2 separate regions of the Anas platyrhynchos genome follow, and region 2 is linked to region 1. The links are chromatin contacts, called in public Hi-C maps. All regions are on one chromosome and are shown on one strand. Each heading gives the region's core, a stretch centred on a gene start, on an enhancer-like site or on the middle of the called end of the contact. The rest is flanking DNA. Distances are from core to core; before and after follow the strand shown. Region 1 overlaps RBMS3 (RNA binding motif single stranded interacting protein 3). Region 2 overlaps RBMS3 (RNA binding motif single stranded interacting protein 3).

The links. Hi-C and Micro-C count contacts between places; a contact is called where the count stands out from the background.
Region 2: a contact with region 1 is called in a Hi-C map of small yellow follicle, with 2.3 times the contacts expected there. The contact joins two enhancer-like sites. A contact is called at or near these places in 2 of 8 Hi-C or Micro-C datasets (F5 follicle and small yellow follicle).

Annotation. Positions count from the first base shown.
Region 1 is chr2:117,405,915-117,413,108 of IASCAAS_PekinDuck_T2T, reverse strand. The region is part of intron 9 of RBMS3 (RNA binding motif single stranded interacting protein 3); the gene reads left to right. Among named protein-coding and RNA genes, the nearest start is that of TGFBR2, 320 kb to the right of the region's middle. Within about 2 kb of position 4,433, at least 3 of the 8 cell types and tissues checked have an H3K27ac peak or open chromatin away from gene starts, as enhancers often do. A contact at or near this core is called in F5 follicle and small yellow follicle, where this site is marked.
Region 2 is chr2:117,440,157-117,447,350 of IASCAAS_PekinDuck_T2T, reverse strand. It overlaps RBMS3 (RNA binding motif single stranded interacting protein 3), which reads left to right. Exons shown (of 17, transcript XM_038175453.2): 8 at 1,722-1,879. Among named protein-coding and RNA genes, the nearest start is that of TGFBR2, 350 kb to the right of the region's middle. Within about 2 kb of position 2,845, at least 4 of the 8 cell types and tissues checked have an H3K27ac peak or open chromatin away from gene starts, as enhancers often do. A contact at or near this core is called in F5 follicle and small yellow follicle, where this site is marked.

The DNA.
Region 1 (7,194 bases), core at 3,184-5,683:
TTGTTGATACATTTTCTGTGTTTCAGCAGTTTTCCAGTAACGTGATTATTCTTAGGATTCAGTGGACTGCTGAAACAGTTGGTGCCCTGTGCCAAAACTGCACTAGTAGCAGAGAAGTCCCTGGAGTGGATGGCAGTTGGCATACTTCATCGTGAACAGAACAGGCAGTGGTTCTTCATTCTGGAGGGACTACATTACTTTAAAACATTTTTGCAATAACTTCAAAGTGTAAGGCATGAGCTAAATCACAAAATTAAGAAAAATATAGAGTGGAATTCGAGTGGAATTAACTAACAGTATGTGGAAGCATGCTCCAGAGCATGAAGTACAAGGACATATTATTTTTAGTTTTGGAATACTTGCATTATCAGAGCTGTGTGATGAAGAGCTCTGTCTTTTGTAGGTGGATGCTTAGCAGAGTGTATTTGCTGCAGTTCCTGTCATTCACAGCAAAAAGCTCTTTTGTACCTAGTAAGCCCATGTGGCCTGACAGAGGTAGTTTTGTGTCAGTGCTGAGTGATTGCGTGCTTTCTGGGTCATTCATGTTAACATTTTGATTACAGTGGTGAGTTACGGAGGATGAGCTGCAGAGACTGATGCTGTGCTGGAATATACTCACTTAGATGAAGAAAAACATTTATCTAACTACTAAGTTTTGAGTCAAAGTGAATTGCTTGAAGAGATAGTCTTTAAAGCAATCTCTGTGTTCTGGTGTTGCTGATGTCCTTCAGAGTTTGCTGGTTTTTTGTGGCAGTTACAATCCAGGAAAGTCTTCATAAAATACTAGAATGGGCTCAGTGATAATAAAATGTGAACCCTTATGGGTGCTTCATTTCTCCAGTAATTCTGTCAAGTATTGGGAAAATATTCTTGATCCTGGAGAGCATGCAAATGAAAACTTGTGGAAGAGAGGGGGACGCAATCCTGCCTAGATGAAAGCATTGTACTATGCACATTGTGTTTGCATTATGACCAGCTCTGTTCTGCTGCTTCACCACCACCAGGAGTCAAAAGCTCAGGTGTTAAGCCTAAATGTTTTATCTTCATTCTTTTCTGCCAAGACACTTCAGACTAAGTGCACAGCTATACATTAGGCTTGAGATTCCCACTTAATTTGTTGTTCTCGGTGTTGTGTTTTTTGTTTGTTTGTTTTGTTTTGTTTTGTTTTTACACCTAAGTACATCTATATGCTGACTGTGTATCTGTGCTGGATGACAACAGCTGCTGCTCTTTGCTGGGCAGCATAAGAGCTGCATGATACAGCTCTAAATGCAATTAATTCAGTGTTCCTTTAAAAAGCAACAAGAAGAAGTAAAACTGCAAGCTTTCAGTGAATGGTATAAAGCCCAAAATAAATCTCCTACCAGTCACACAGGGCAAACTCACCTTCCCTGAACTTGATTTTTAAGACTCTTATCTACCTCAGGGATCTTCGTTGCTCATTCTCTGCCCCTTCTATGCATAGAAATTTCATTGATCTCAACAGGATTTCTGTGTGCTAGGCACCGTCAGTATATACAGCAGAGACCTGTAGTGCAGATAAGGGATGCGCAGCACCTATTGGAGAGAAAATGTGTCAGAAGATTGCCCACCAAGAACATGTAGTTAGCGTTTTACATGGAGAGTGGCTCTGAGCTGAATTTATGTAAAGGATAATTTATGTTTCGTACCGTGTTCAAGCTTCGTTCATCTATACCTCTGTGAATACTCCAGGTCTCCCTCTGCTTCCTTCAGGTGTAGGTTCCCTGTTTAATATTTGCTGAGATAGGTATCTGTGGCTATGAAGCATACGTGTTTGTAGCGTGGTGCATTAAAACGGATGAGGACAGGGGCATTCTGCATGGGCTTGAATATTTATGGAAAGCATTTCTTTTCGGGGGGGACTATATTCTGAAGGTAGTACCGGGTGCTGGATTGACTCGCAGCTACTGCACGCTCCTGCATTGTCCCAATACTGCCACATGGGAGCTTTTAGGATTAGCTTTTCACAGTGCAAGTAGGGAGTCATTATTATAAGCACAAAGAAATAAGAATAGGACTGTTTGGACTGTAAATGGGAGAAGAATAAATGGCTCTCTGCTATTATTCCAGCCAAATAGACCCTCTCATATTCTGCAATGAGTGAAGTGTTTTGATCTGATTATTTTACCGTCAGGGTGGGGAGTGGGGGGCAAGTTTAGGGGAGAAGGCTTTCTCTTTCCATTGTCCTTGTCCTTGTCCACGTACACAAAACTTTTAATAAAGCAAGGTCAGAGGAGCTGTTAAAGATCTCTTCCTTGTTTTGGTGTTAGTCTCCCACTCTTTTCTCATACAGACTTTAGCTCTCATTAGGCTCTTTTTTTTTTTTTTTAATTTAAATTGTTTTTATCTCATGTTGCCAACAAATCAATCAGAGGAGCCATCCCTATGAATACAGAACATCCATGGAGGCCAACATTGATTTCTCCACAGCTGCTTCTTATTATAAAGTTCCCTGGTGTGAGGAAGACGCTAAATAGAAGCTAATAGACATTACATCTCACATGCATTTTCACATTCTGACAAATACAGTTTTGGGATTTCTTTTTTTTCTATTAAGAATTTAGCCGGTCTTGCTTGAAAAAGGTTAAAAATACATTTCTCCTATTCTCTTTTCCAGTAGAAACTTGCACAGGTACTGGGAGTCATTATTCACACTGATCAAGGCAAAGTGTCGTTGCCTTGCAATGATTGCTTGCATGGTAGAAATATTTATATTTCCTGCTGTGTTAATTGGTGTTACTAGTAAAGTTTGGAAGACAGGTATTTCTCAGCTACCAAGAAGTCACTTGCTAGCCAGTCTGATTAGTGAGGAGAGTGAAAGCCAGCCAAATTATTTTAATAGGATTTTTAGCTTTTCCAGAGGGGGAAAAATATTGCAGAAATAAAAATAGACCACTTAGAAACCTGCCAATTTTCCCTCTTAACACTTTGCTGTCTGTTGTGCATGAATGTCTAAACTATCATGAGATAAGGGTCACCATGGTCAAAGGTAACTGCATGAAAATGAGGAAACCCAGCATAAAATAAGTAGAGGTAAGGTTCCTGTGTTGACAAAAGGAGGTGGACTAATCTTCTTATAAAAAGGAGTCCCAAATTAAACCTCCAAAAAGCCAGTCCTGCTCCCTTATATCGCTTACTGCTTTTCCCGAGGAGCACACCTTGGTTGAGTGTTTGTTATCAGTGGTTCTTATGGCTGAGCATCTCCTCTCATTCCTATGGCTACACTTTCCTCTCTCCTCTTCTGCTAGCTGGATGCCAGCATCCCAACAGGCACTGCTGTCTCTGCTAGGTCCAACTTTTTGGAAATAGAGGAAAAAAACAGCAGTCCTCCATGGGGGAAGAGATGTTGGCCTAAAATCTTTGCTGCAACTTCCTCTCCATCACCAGCTTCAATTCAAAGCAGGGTCAGAGCAGGCTTGTGAATGCATCCAGGAGCATGTAAAAATGGCTTTCAAGCATTTTCACTTTTGTACCTTTCTCAGCTCTGGTGCTGAGCATAAGTGGTTACATTGGTTAGGCACAAGGATCAAGCCTGCTGGGTCTAAAAATCTGTTTGGAAGTTTTGAAAGCTTGTTTTGTTTGTTTGTTTTTATCCCACCTTAACATTGCCAAGTGGCTACTTCTCTAAATGGACTGGGTATAAGCTGTTGCCTTCTGTTTTTAATCGTTGTGTATGTTGGTTTGCCAATGATTAAGTCAACGTAAGCATTCTTCAGACCTCTACAGCTTTGGAATTTAAACATAAATTGCTTCTAGGAGAAACAAATCAAATTTGTATTGCAGACATACTGAAAGTACATAAATATATATTATTCTGAAAATTCTTGGTGGAAAAAAATGAAAGCTCCAGAAGCTGCAGCAGTGCCAGATCAAGACATTTAAATTAATTTTGATTTTATATTGAGATTCTTTCCAAATTCCAAGCCAGACCAGCAGTTTCTATTTCTCAGCATTTTCACTGAAAGCAACTGCTGTGCTGGGCTGTTGTGAGGATATAAATGAATTGCCAAGAGAAGTAAGGGACTGACTATTCTGAAGAAGATAGGAACAGGGCCTGGGACATGCATCAGATATGAATGACTTCTGCAGGCTGAGAAAGCTAGACAATGGCGATTTCTATTATTATTTTTATTTTTCACCTACTCATCTGGTGAAGATTGTTTCCACAGTACAAAAGAGACTAGTCAAAAAGAAAGAGATACCAAAGTCTTAATCAAACTTTTTTTTTTTTTTTTTTTTTCCCTCCTAATTATGTTCCATTCTATGTTTTGCACAGGAAAAGGGCTGAAAGGAATCCTTTACCCAGAGCTCTCATTCACGTTCATTCATGACTGTGTTGGAAATAAGACCCGTTAAGCTAAGGGATAAATTAATCTAAAAGTAGCATAACCCAAACAAAGAAGAGAATGTCCTTGTGTGTAAGCAGCTTCAGATATTACAGAGAGTTGATACTCAAACATACACAGACTCTTACCAACACTGAGATGCATGTTTACACACACGTTTAATATGTGCGTATGTTTAATGTATAAGATGAAGTTTCGTTTTCCGTTCAGTTTTGGAAAATGAATTCTGTTTACAGTAGGCCACTTGACGCGATACTAGCAGGATAATGTGCCTTTAGCATCCATGATATTAACTCCTACCATGTCATCAGCAAGCAGCCAACACACTTGGTTTTTAATAATCAGAATCACTAACTCCATATGTAAAGTGCTATTTCCTACTTTTGTAACTGATTCTATGATTTAATAGTCTTATTTTCTTTTCTACCTGTTTTTAATGTGATCGTTATATGAAGTATATTGTTTACTTATCTTTGTTGATAGCCAGAAGGATTAGAAGAGATCAAATCCCACTCCATTTTGGTGAGCACCTCTATAAGTAACAATTCAGATCTTCAAGAGACTGAATTTAATCACCAGGATGAATGTAAAAGCCTACAGCCCACTACATCACTTGGTCTCCTCATGCAGTTAACAGAAAGGAATAGGCCTGTCTAAGTAGTGTTTCATCTTGTCCTGGAACAGACATCTGAAATTGTTGTATGTCTCAAGTCATAAGTCTGCTCTTATTTCTCAGTTGAGAATAGAGGAATCTCAGCAGGACCAGCTCACATGTAGAGGTCTATATTGCATATACATGTAGCTGTCTTAAGGTGAAACAAATCCCCCACAAAAGTAACAGGAAGGGACCTTGTTTTGTAAACATGGAGTTCATGTTAAGGGGCATCTTCATTCTTGGTGTGACTCTACCATTTTCTCCTTGTGTGTTTAGTTCCTTCTGCTTCATTTCTTGCTGCCTCTAGAGAAAGGGCACCCACCTTAAGCAAGATTTTCACCCAGCAAGTTTGTTTGTAAACTTCATAGGAAGCATGATACTACTCAGTGCAAAATATAATAAGATACTAACTTTTCAGAGATTGGAAGCTCAGTTACCATTTAACTTCAGCAGTTGTCCCTAATTAAACCTGCTTAGTCTCTTTTATTTAGGCAGATTCACGCAGAGCCAGGTAGCTATCATCTCCATAGCATTAGGTATTGCTTAGAGAAATAAGACTGTGAAGCCTCCCTTAGGCACTCTACACAAAAGGAACTCATTGATTTAACCTGCAGTAAATATTGGACTGATGTTCAAAGAATGTTTCTCTTCAACACAAAATGGTTCTGGCTGCACAGAGCAAGGGGAACAGCAGCATTATTTTTTGCCAAGTCTCTTAAAAAATGGTTTGGAAAGGTGCAAACCTGCCATTGAGAGAGAAAAGTAACTAGTTCGGTATTGAGGTTAAATACTGAGTGCAGTGGGATACAAGAAATTACTTGAACTGGGGGTGGCAGAGCACGGTGCTTTATTATGGACTTAGCTGTAATGACTATCTTGTACAGTTCATTTTGGCAGAGAGATGAGACTCCCCCATGTCCTCCCTCAGAAAGCCAGTGTGCAGATGAGCATGCTGAGCATAGTCTGGTATCACAAGTTATAATAAAATATGCGATAACGCAGCATGCTTGGCTTGAGGTTGGTAGTTTTTCAGCAATAAACATTATTTACTTTGTGCAGTGAACACAAAAACCTTGGACCGAGTTATAATGTAACACTATGGTAATAGTGATTGATTCACCAGATGTCATATTGTAGGTAGTGCCTGTTACCATTATCAAATCGATAAATACCGGGACAGAAGACTTAGAGAAAGTAGAGTAAGGAATTTCCAGGGTTTTTATTACAAATGCAAGTTTCTTTACTTAAGTAGAAAACCAAAACTGATTTTAGCAGCGTGGCTTAAAATGCAGAAGATGAGAGCAAGTAGCTATCAGCCACATTTTTAAAGAACCTAGCTTTTGAACTATTTACAGATAAAACAAATGGGCTTCAGAGAAATCTATATCTAGCCCAGCCTCATTGTTCTCTCACAGTTCCCAAATGCAAGCTATGAGCAGAAATAAACACCTAGGTAGAATTTCTTGGCGTTAATATCTTCACAAATTTAGCAATCTTGCTGCAATGCGCAGTCTTGCCGCAGACTTAACAACAACTAGCAAGAAATGGGTATATGGAATATGTGTAATTTTCAATTCATTTATTTACTAATATGCTGTACATATTTCTCATGAAATTATCTCCCCAATTCAGATCATCATATTGTGGCATAGGTATTATATTGAAGTTACCTTCTAAGGCAGAATTCATGCATGGCTATTATCTCTTCTATTTCTGGTAACAATTAAATAATCACTGAGTCTTTTGGTATTTCTGTGATTTGTACCATACTGATGTCACACAATTAAGAGTTGGCTTTTGAATCATTCTGAATGATGGTGTTAGTGTTTAGGTGGACATGGGATTTAAGTCCTTGAATGTGTGTGCGTTACTTTACTGTTGTTGTTTTCCAGAGAAACACAGGGAATGACAGATATTTCTTTGTTCGGGTTTAATGTTAAAGTTCCAAAATTCCAAAAAAAAAAAAAATGGGAACACCATTCTATGAAATGTTTCATAACTCGATTTTTTTTTTCCAAAAGTGCATTAAAACACAGTTTCAGTATTTTCATATCCAAGAAACTCTAAAGCACAATATACGTCAGATACATAACAGTGAAATCTTTTAATGAGAACATTAAGAATAACTAGAAGAAATATTTTAAGTGAAAATGGTGAGAAAAAGTACTCACA
Region 2 (7,194 bases), core at 1,596-4,095, 36 kb before region 1:
ATACAATGGGCATTAAGCAGTATGTCCAAAGGCAAGTAGTTGCAGTTCTTAGGTCAGAATCCAAATTATGCAGTAGAAAAGCATTACATGCCTCCTGATTTTGGAGCTTTTCTTCTCATCCAAAAGGGCTAAAATATCCCTTGAGCCTGGCATAGGTGAAGCTGAAAACTTTATTTGGCTTCTGATTCTAGTATTTTGCTAAGCTGGACTTTGTTTAGTCGTCCATGTCCCTGTAAAGGATGGGGTTGTGAATCACAGCTTGAAACTCGGATTTCTGCTTTGCTTTTCAAAGCTTTGAATGTGTAAGGCAGAGATAGAGCAGACATCTTGGTTCTGTGCTGTCTTCATACATCTTCCAAAAATGGGACCTGCGATTCGTTGTGTTTGACAAGACACGTCTGCGCTGATTTTAATGGGACGTAATTTGAAACCAGTTTAGTTAAACTGGGGCAGATGGCTGCAGGACTGTGTGTGATTTGCTCAGCGTAAGGTTGTGGTGCTGCTGCAAGGTTGTTTGTCTGGTTTTAGGACACCCCCTAGCAAAAAAAAAGATAAAGCTATCGTCATATGCATCTCAGTGTTGAACTAGTACAAATTCATTTTGCCCATTAAAACGTGTAAGAAACAAAATCCAAAAATCTGTCTCAGAAGACTTTGTTAGGTAATGTATTATCTGGCTTACTGCATAGCATAGAAATTGCATATCATATTTTTGGTTATTAAGCATTAGAGAAAATTAAGTCATCATGTCTGATCTAAATGAGGCTTGTACTGACAGGTGATCAGATAGTAAGTAAAGCTGCTACCAGTGAATATGGCGCTGGAGCCATGAAAATTTGCAAGGTCTTAGCTAAATTGATTTAGCGTAATCAGGACCTGTTTGTCTGTAGACAAGGTTTTCATTTACTGTTTTAATACACTTATTTTGCATACTGCACCAATGCCTCATTTCTTTTCAGTTGTTCAGTTGGCAAGAACAGAACTGGAGTGTTCTGAAACTGAACCTGAAAGCACAGCCTGAACAACCTGAAAGCACGTTCAAAAATAGAATGCAAAAGCTGTCTTCAAATTTATTTTCTCAATTAGTCATATTGAACACTTTACTTTATAATAATTTAAATTTGATCTGAGAATGAAGATGTGACCTGTGTTATCAGTACCTTTAGCTTGAACTGCAGAACTCCCTGCTCCCAGTTAGGTCTTCTTGCATATTACCTACCGAGACATTTTTGATGGGGGAAAAAAGAAGGAAAAAATACTGGGGAAAATGTTCTGCGTTTTCAACCAACCTTACTCATGATGAACAGGTTGAATGGGAAGTCTGCAGGCTGGGAAGCACATCTGCTGAAAACATGTGTTGAATTTTATTTCTTTATTTATGTTAACAGTGAGCACATTTGTGGAAATCATGTTTTCTTCACAATCTGTTTGTTAAATTAGGACACAAACCCAAGAACACTTGTGCATGAGAGTAATTTTCTATAAATGAGTAGTGTCACTGAGTTCAGCAAGAGCAGTCACGCAAAAAGTTAAGCACATGCATGAGAGTTTGTAGAAATGTTGCAAATATGTTGTCATCATGAACAAATTTCCTATCTTCAATTGTGATGCAGCTATAATTTTTTGGCTTGGTCTCCTTTTGAGAAACCCTCGTTTTATAAGCCATAAACTATTTCATTTTGCTAAGCCTAACTGAGGATATTTCTCTTATTTTGTCACAGCAACAAGAGCAAGATCCCACAAATCTATACATCTCAAATTTACCCGTTTCCATGGATGAACAGGAACTGGAGAATATGCTGAAACCTTTTGGACATGTCATTTCCACCAGAATATTAAGAGATGCTAACGGAGTCAGCAGAGGAGTCGGCTTTGCCAGGTAAAACCCTTACTCTTACTTGATTTATGCATATTTTTTTGACTTTGGTCCTTTGCAAATGCTGTCTACTCTGTAACACTGAAGCCTCATAGCTATCGAAAATGCAGAGCAGCACCTTTATCAGATTGTACGTCTGTTCTTTCTACTGAGCTGAGGAATACTGGTGCAGAAGGATGTTCATTTCATTGCTCCAGAAATTAGTTCACTGAATGTATGTATATGGAAATAAAAATAGCTACGAATAGTGAGCTATCCATGCAGTATCAAGCTTGGATAATAATAAATGTCCTACAGCAAAAAGAACACACTTGGTGAGGAAACTGTTTAAATGTCTCGCAAATATTTTGCAACAAGAAAAAGTAAATTTAGCAGTTGGAAGAGCAAGGGGGAGGAACTATAACTGAAAAAACACAGCTTCTTTGAAAGCTGCAAGGAACTCAAACCTATGAGAAGAGGTTAAGAAGAAATATTTGCATATAACAAGCCCTGTCAGAGTAGTTTAGACAAAATGGGCAACATATTATTACCATGTAGCTCGTTGTCAGTACAGAAAGACAAGTTTCCATGTTTACTCTCAGGGAATATTTACATAGATTCTCCACAGCTTGAAACATTCTTAAATCAAACAGTTTTCTTTTGAAAAGCCAAGGAATGGAGAGCTATATATAGAAAGGTATTGAAAAAGCAAATAAGGAGAAGAGAAATCTGTAACTGTGCTGTAAATCAGTCTTCTGCTTCAAAAGAAAGCTCAAAAATAATAATGATAAAAAAAAATCCCAAATAATTGTTTCTACAGAATATTCATACATTGTGCTTTGTAGTGGAGGCAAAATGACTTAGTCATCCTTTGAATTTCTTTGAAATACACCATATCTTGGCATATCATGGCACTCATGTTAGTGTCATAACACCACTGAGTGAAATAGGGTACTGGATGATGAAAAGGCAGCTTGCAAGATAAGTGACATTGTAGTGTTACCTTTGTCCTTGATGTGAAAGATCATCACGCCCAAACAATGTTAAGATAATGCTGTCTGAATTCAAATAGAAAAAGGCAAAACATTTATGCTGAAAGATGACACGCTGTTCTTTATGCATTCTTGCAGATAATAACATGAATTTTTCTAGCTCACTAAATATAGATTGGTATAACTCATGGGTAAACTTGCATTTTAAAAATTGACTTTGTTTGTGAAAATGTATTGAATTATGTCGCGTATTCCAAAAAGCTTTTGTGATCTAACGTAAAGGTTGTGTAAATCACCATGCAAACAACAGAGGGGTAAAAACTTGGCTGCATTGAACTATACCACTGATTTCACATTGACCTGAGGGAGACCAGAATTAATACAGGAATTCATAACCACAGTTGAACACTGACTCTTGTCTTTGCAGAATTACCAGTACAAGCTGTAATTACATGACCACCTGATCTTCTTTTTGTAATAGCGTGCTATTCAGTATCATTTTATTGCATGTCACTCAAAAGAGATGAATTTGTTTAGCTTTGCTTGGAGTCATGAGGATTTCTTTCTAGTGTACCTACGTTGTGAGCAAACACTGATTGGGTATAAGCAGGGTACATCTAGGGGACGGCAGCTGCATTTCAGACCAGTTAAGATTTCAGAAGACTTCTTTTTAAGATTTTCAGCAACCCATGTGGTGATCCTGGCTATTATATTTTCTGACTGGGACCCTTTTATCAGTGTAGCTGCGTCCTTGTGGAAATGCCTCGTGCTGCTCACTTAGCACAGCTCTTAACTGAGCTACAGAAGTGCAGGACAAGAAGTTAGCTTTGCAGACACTAAAACCCAGCAATTTTGGAATTTAATGTTTCACAATTATTAATTAACTACTGTGAAGATTAAAAATCACTTTTTGATTCTGTCTAATTATGTGAATGGTCAATCTCAAAATAAGTATATTCAAAAAGTAATCGGAAGTAAAGGCTTACTGTAGACAACTATTGTCACATTTTTTTCCTAAATGAATATGATTAGGAGTTTCATAATGCTGCAGGTGGCTACTTAATCATTTATAACCTGGATAACTTCAAATGTTCTTGGATCACACTCTTAGATCTTGGATCCGAGAAATGTCTGGTCACATTAAAGTTCATCCTCTTTAAAAGTATGCACATACAAAACTAGCTCTCTTTTTGAAGCTGTTAAATTATTTCCTCTTTTGCACCCCTCAAAAGCAGCTGAACAGATTTTCCTGAAATTTTCCAGAATGTTTCATTGTGGCTTGAACCCAACTTTGTCGAGGTACACCCTGGGGGAGATTTTGGGGAGGAGAGTTACGAGCAAGGGGCCAGAGAAGGGTAGCTTTGGACTCCAACTGTGGCTCCACAGAAATCTATTCAGTTGAAAGGGAATTGCTGTAACCTCTGGACACCCACTTCTGCCTCGCAGCTCGCCCCTGCTTTGTATTTTGGAGCCTGTGCTACCTGGCTCCAGACTGCCAGTGGGAGCTGGCTTTCAGCAGGGTTTGTCTTGCTGCTGGCAGCTGACAGCATGGGTTTCTGCCGACACCGGCAAGCAGAAGCTGGGACTGACACAGCCGGTCACACAGTAGAGAGACAAATAAGGAGGAGGGGCAAGAAAAACTAATGAGCAGGGAATATGGAAAAAGGAGGAGGTGCAGATGAGAAGCTTTGTGTTCAGTCTGTCATAAGATTGCTTGTAGAAAGAGGGAACGATGCGGTGTTACTCTCACACAGGGATTTCATCACAAGACTTAAAACTGTAGGTGTTTCTCTTAAATCCCTGTTGCTGAGAGTCATTCAATGACTCCAGCATCTGATCTTTCATTTAGAAAGTGTAAGTGGATTCCTCAGAGCTTAAAATGAAAGCATAGTCCTTAATCCTCAAAAGAAGCAAAGGAAAAAAAAACTCCAAAGCAACTGGATTTGAAGACTTTTTTTTCTGAGATATAATTTTAAAGCGGCTCTGTCATCTTTTATGATTTCGGTTTTGCAAACTGACCGTTAGCGAAGCTGTTGGTAAGAGTAAAAAGGAGATCCGAGGCTGTAAGTAAGAGAGAAGGTCTTGGAGGAAAGCTGGAGTTACTGGGTTTGAGAATGCACCAAAAGTATGGAGAAAAATACTTAAATTCATCCTGAAGATGTGCTGTCACTACAAAGGTGACTCTGTGTGCCAAAAGACCTGACTTAACAAAGGCCTGTAAAGGGTGAGTGCCAGGTTTTGAGCGGGAGAAAATCTAACACAAAGTGGAGCCAAAGCAGTGGTGATTTTTGCTAAATGAAAGGGGAAATATTTAAAGGGAGATTTCTGCAAATCAGTGGTGACGCTGCTTTGGGGGCAGAGAAGTGTCAGCAGCACCGGGGGATAGGGAACATCCAGGTAGTTTAAGGATGCATTTGTGAAGAAGGGAAATGCTTTGTTCTTTCTTATTCAAGGGTTTAATTGAAGGCGGTTGAAAAGGTGTTATAAAAGGTGCTATAAATTTAACTTGAACAAATCCATCATCTGGGACAGTAGTGCAGGCTCGGATATGATGAGGATCATTCCTACTTTCAGTCAGAAGAATGATCTGTCAAATCCTACATCTTCCCCAGGAAATTGCTTTATAATTGGATATCTCAGATGAAACTGGAAATCCCAAACATGCCCCAAAGACTGTGTGTGATATCTGTATAATATTCCAATGCCTGCAGTGATAAATTTTCATTGAAAAGCCTCCCTGGAAGGGGTTCACAGCAGCACTGCAGAGTGCTGGAAACTTCTGTAGAATGAGAATGTGTCTCCAAAAGCCTCAGATTTCCATCTGGTATTGCAACCCAAATCAAATTTGGTAAACCTAGTGCATCCCTGAGATTATTGCCAGGCTTGAGGCTGCTCTTCCAGGGAGATGCAAATTCCAGAGTGGGACAGGTGAGGCAGAATCCCAGAACAAATATCAGTGGGTAGCCATAACATGAAAATAGGCACGAAGCCCTTAAAGGTGAAGGGGGAGGAACAAAGAAGGTTAGGAGCCATCAGGTAATATGGTTTAGCAAATTTCATTACCTAAGCCCTAGGTACTGTGAAGAGTACTCTTTGGGACACAGAGAAGGGGACAGGGAAACAATGGGATATACCTTGGGGGGGGACTTACTGATACCACTGAATCAATGAAATAAAAATTAGGGTTTAGAGCTCCCAGTAAAATGCCATTCAAGTATTATTTAAGTATCCCCCCTACAGAGATAGCAATATTAATAATACCATATGTACATGTACCACAGTCAACTGAACAGTGGAGCAAGCATTTTATAGGTCCTTTTAAATGCTAAAGTGCAAAGAAAGAATTAGAAACCACTAACTTTTTTATTTTGTTTACTGTCTTGTAACTTAAAACGACCTTGCAAGATTCACCCCCCAAGCGACGTTTTACAACAAAGTCATAAGCCTCTGAAAACAGAAATTTATGATGGAAATGCTGACAGTCAGACAGTCAAGTATTGCACTGCTGGCGGGCACCAGTATAATGCTTAACCTGAGACTACAAAGACAGTAGCATAAATCAGATGGGGTCTAGGTGGAAATGGCTGTGTGTTCATACTATTCTTTTTCCAGTAATGTGAGAAAATTTGTCCAACATAAACGGTCATAAAAGCTGGTTACGATGCCATTCCCACGGAAAGACCCAAGTCAAGAGATTCTCAGTTAGTTGTCCCTATCATCTCAGAGCAAAAGGAAATGTTGAGGAGATACTTATGTCCCTTTGAGAAAGAGCAGGGGGGTCTATAATGGGGCATTTATCCATCTTGTGGTGTTTGGAGTTTAGGTTCTATCCTTGTCTTTTCCCTACCTTGTGCTCTTGGTGGAGCTTCCAGTGGGATGCATTTCTCTGCCTGGACATGTTTTTTATTAAACTTATCTCCTGCTTATCTGCGCTTTATATGTCTTAAATGTTGTTCCCAAAGACTAAATTTGACTCAGCAACTGAAAGGGAGTGACAGAAAATGGGAAACAAGGATTTGAGCCCTCATGGGGTCATTAATTCTATATATAGCATTTTCACGTGGATTTCAGTAGAAATGGATTGGTTCCAGTTTCCACTCAAGCAAAATGAAAGAGCCAAGCCTTTAATTTGTGTATTCTTTTCCTCAAAGGAAGCTGCGCGTCTTCCAGGATTTTTTTTTCAGGATAAAATAGGTGTCATTTAGTTACATCAGATTTCTTCTGAAATAAGCAGGTTTCTCTGTGAAGTGGAAGCACCATAGCTCTGTGCGGGGAAACTGGTTCAGGCAGCTCAGAGAGGTCCCCTGGGCACAACAAATGCTACGGGATGGCCCAAACCCTCAGAGA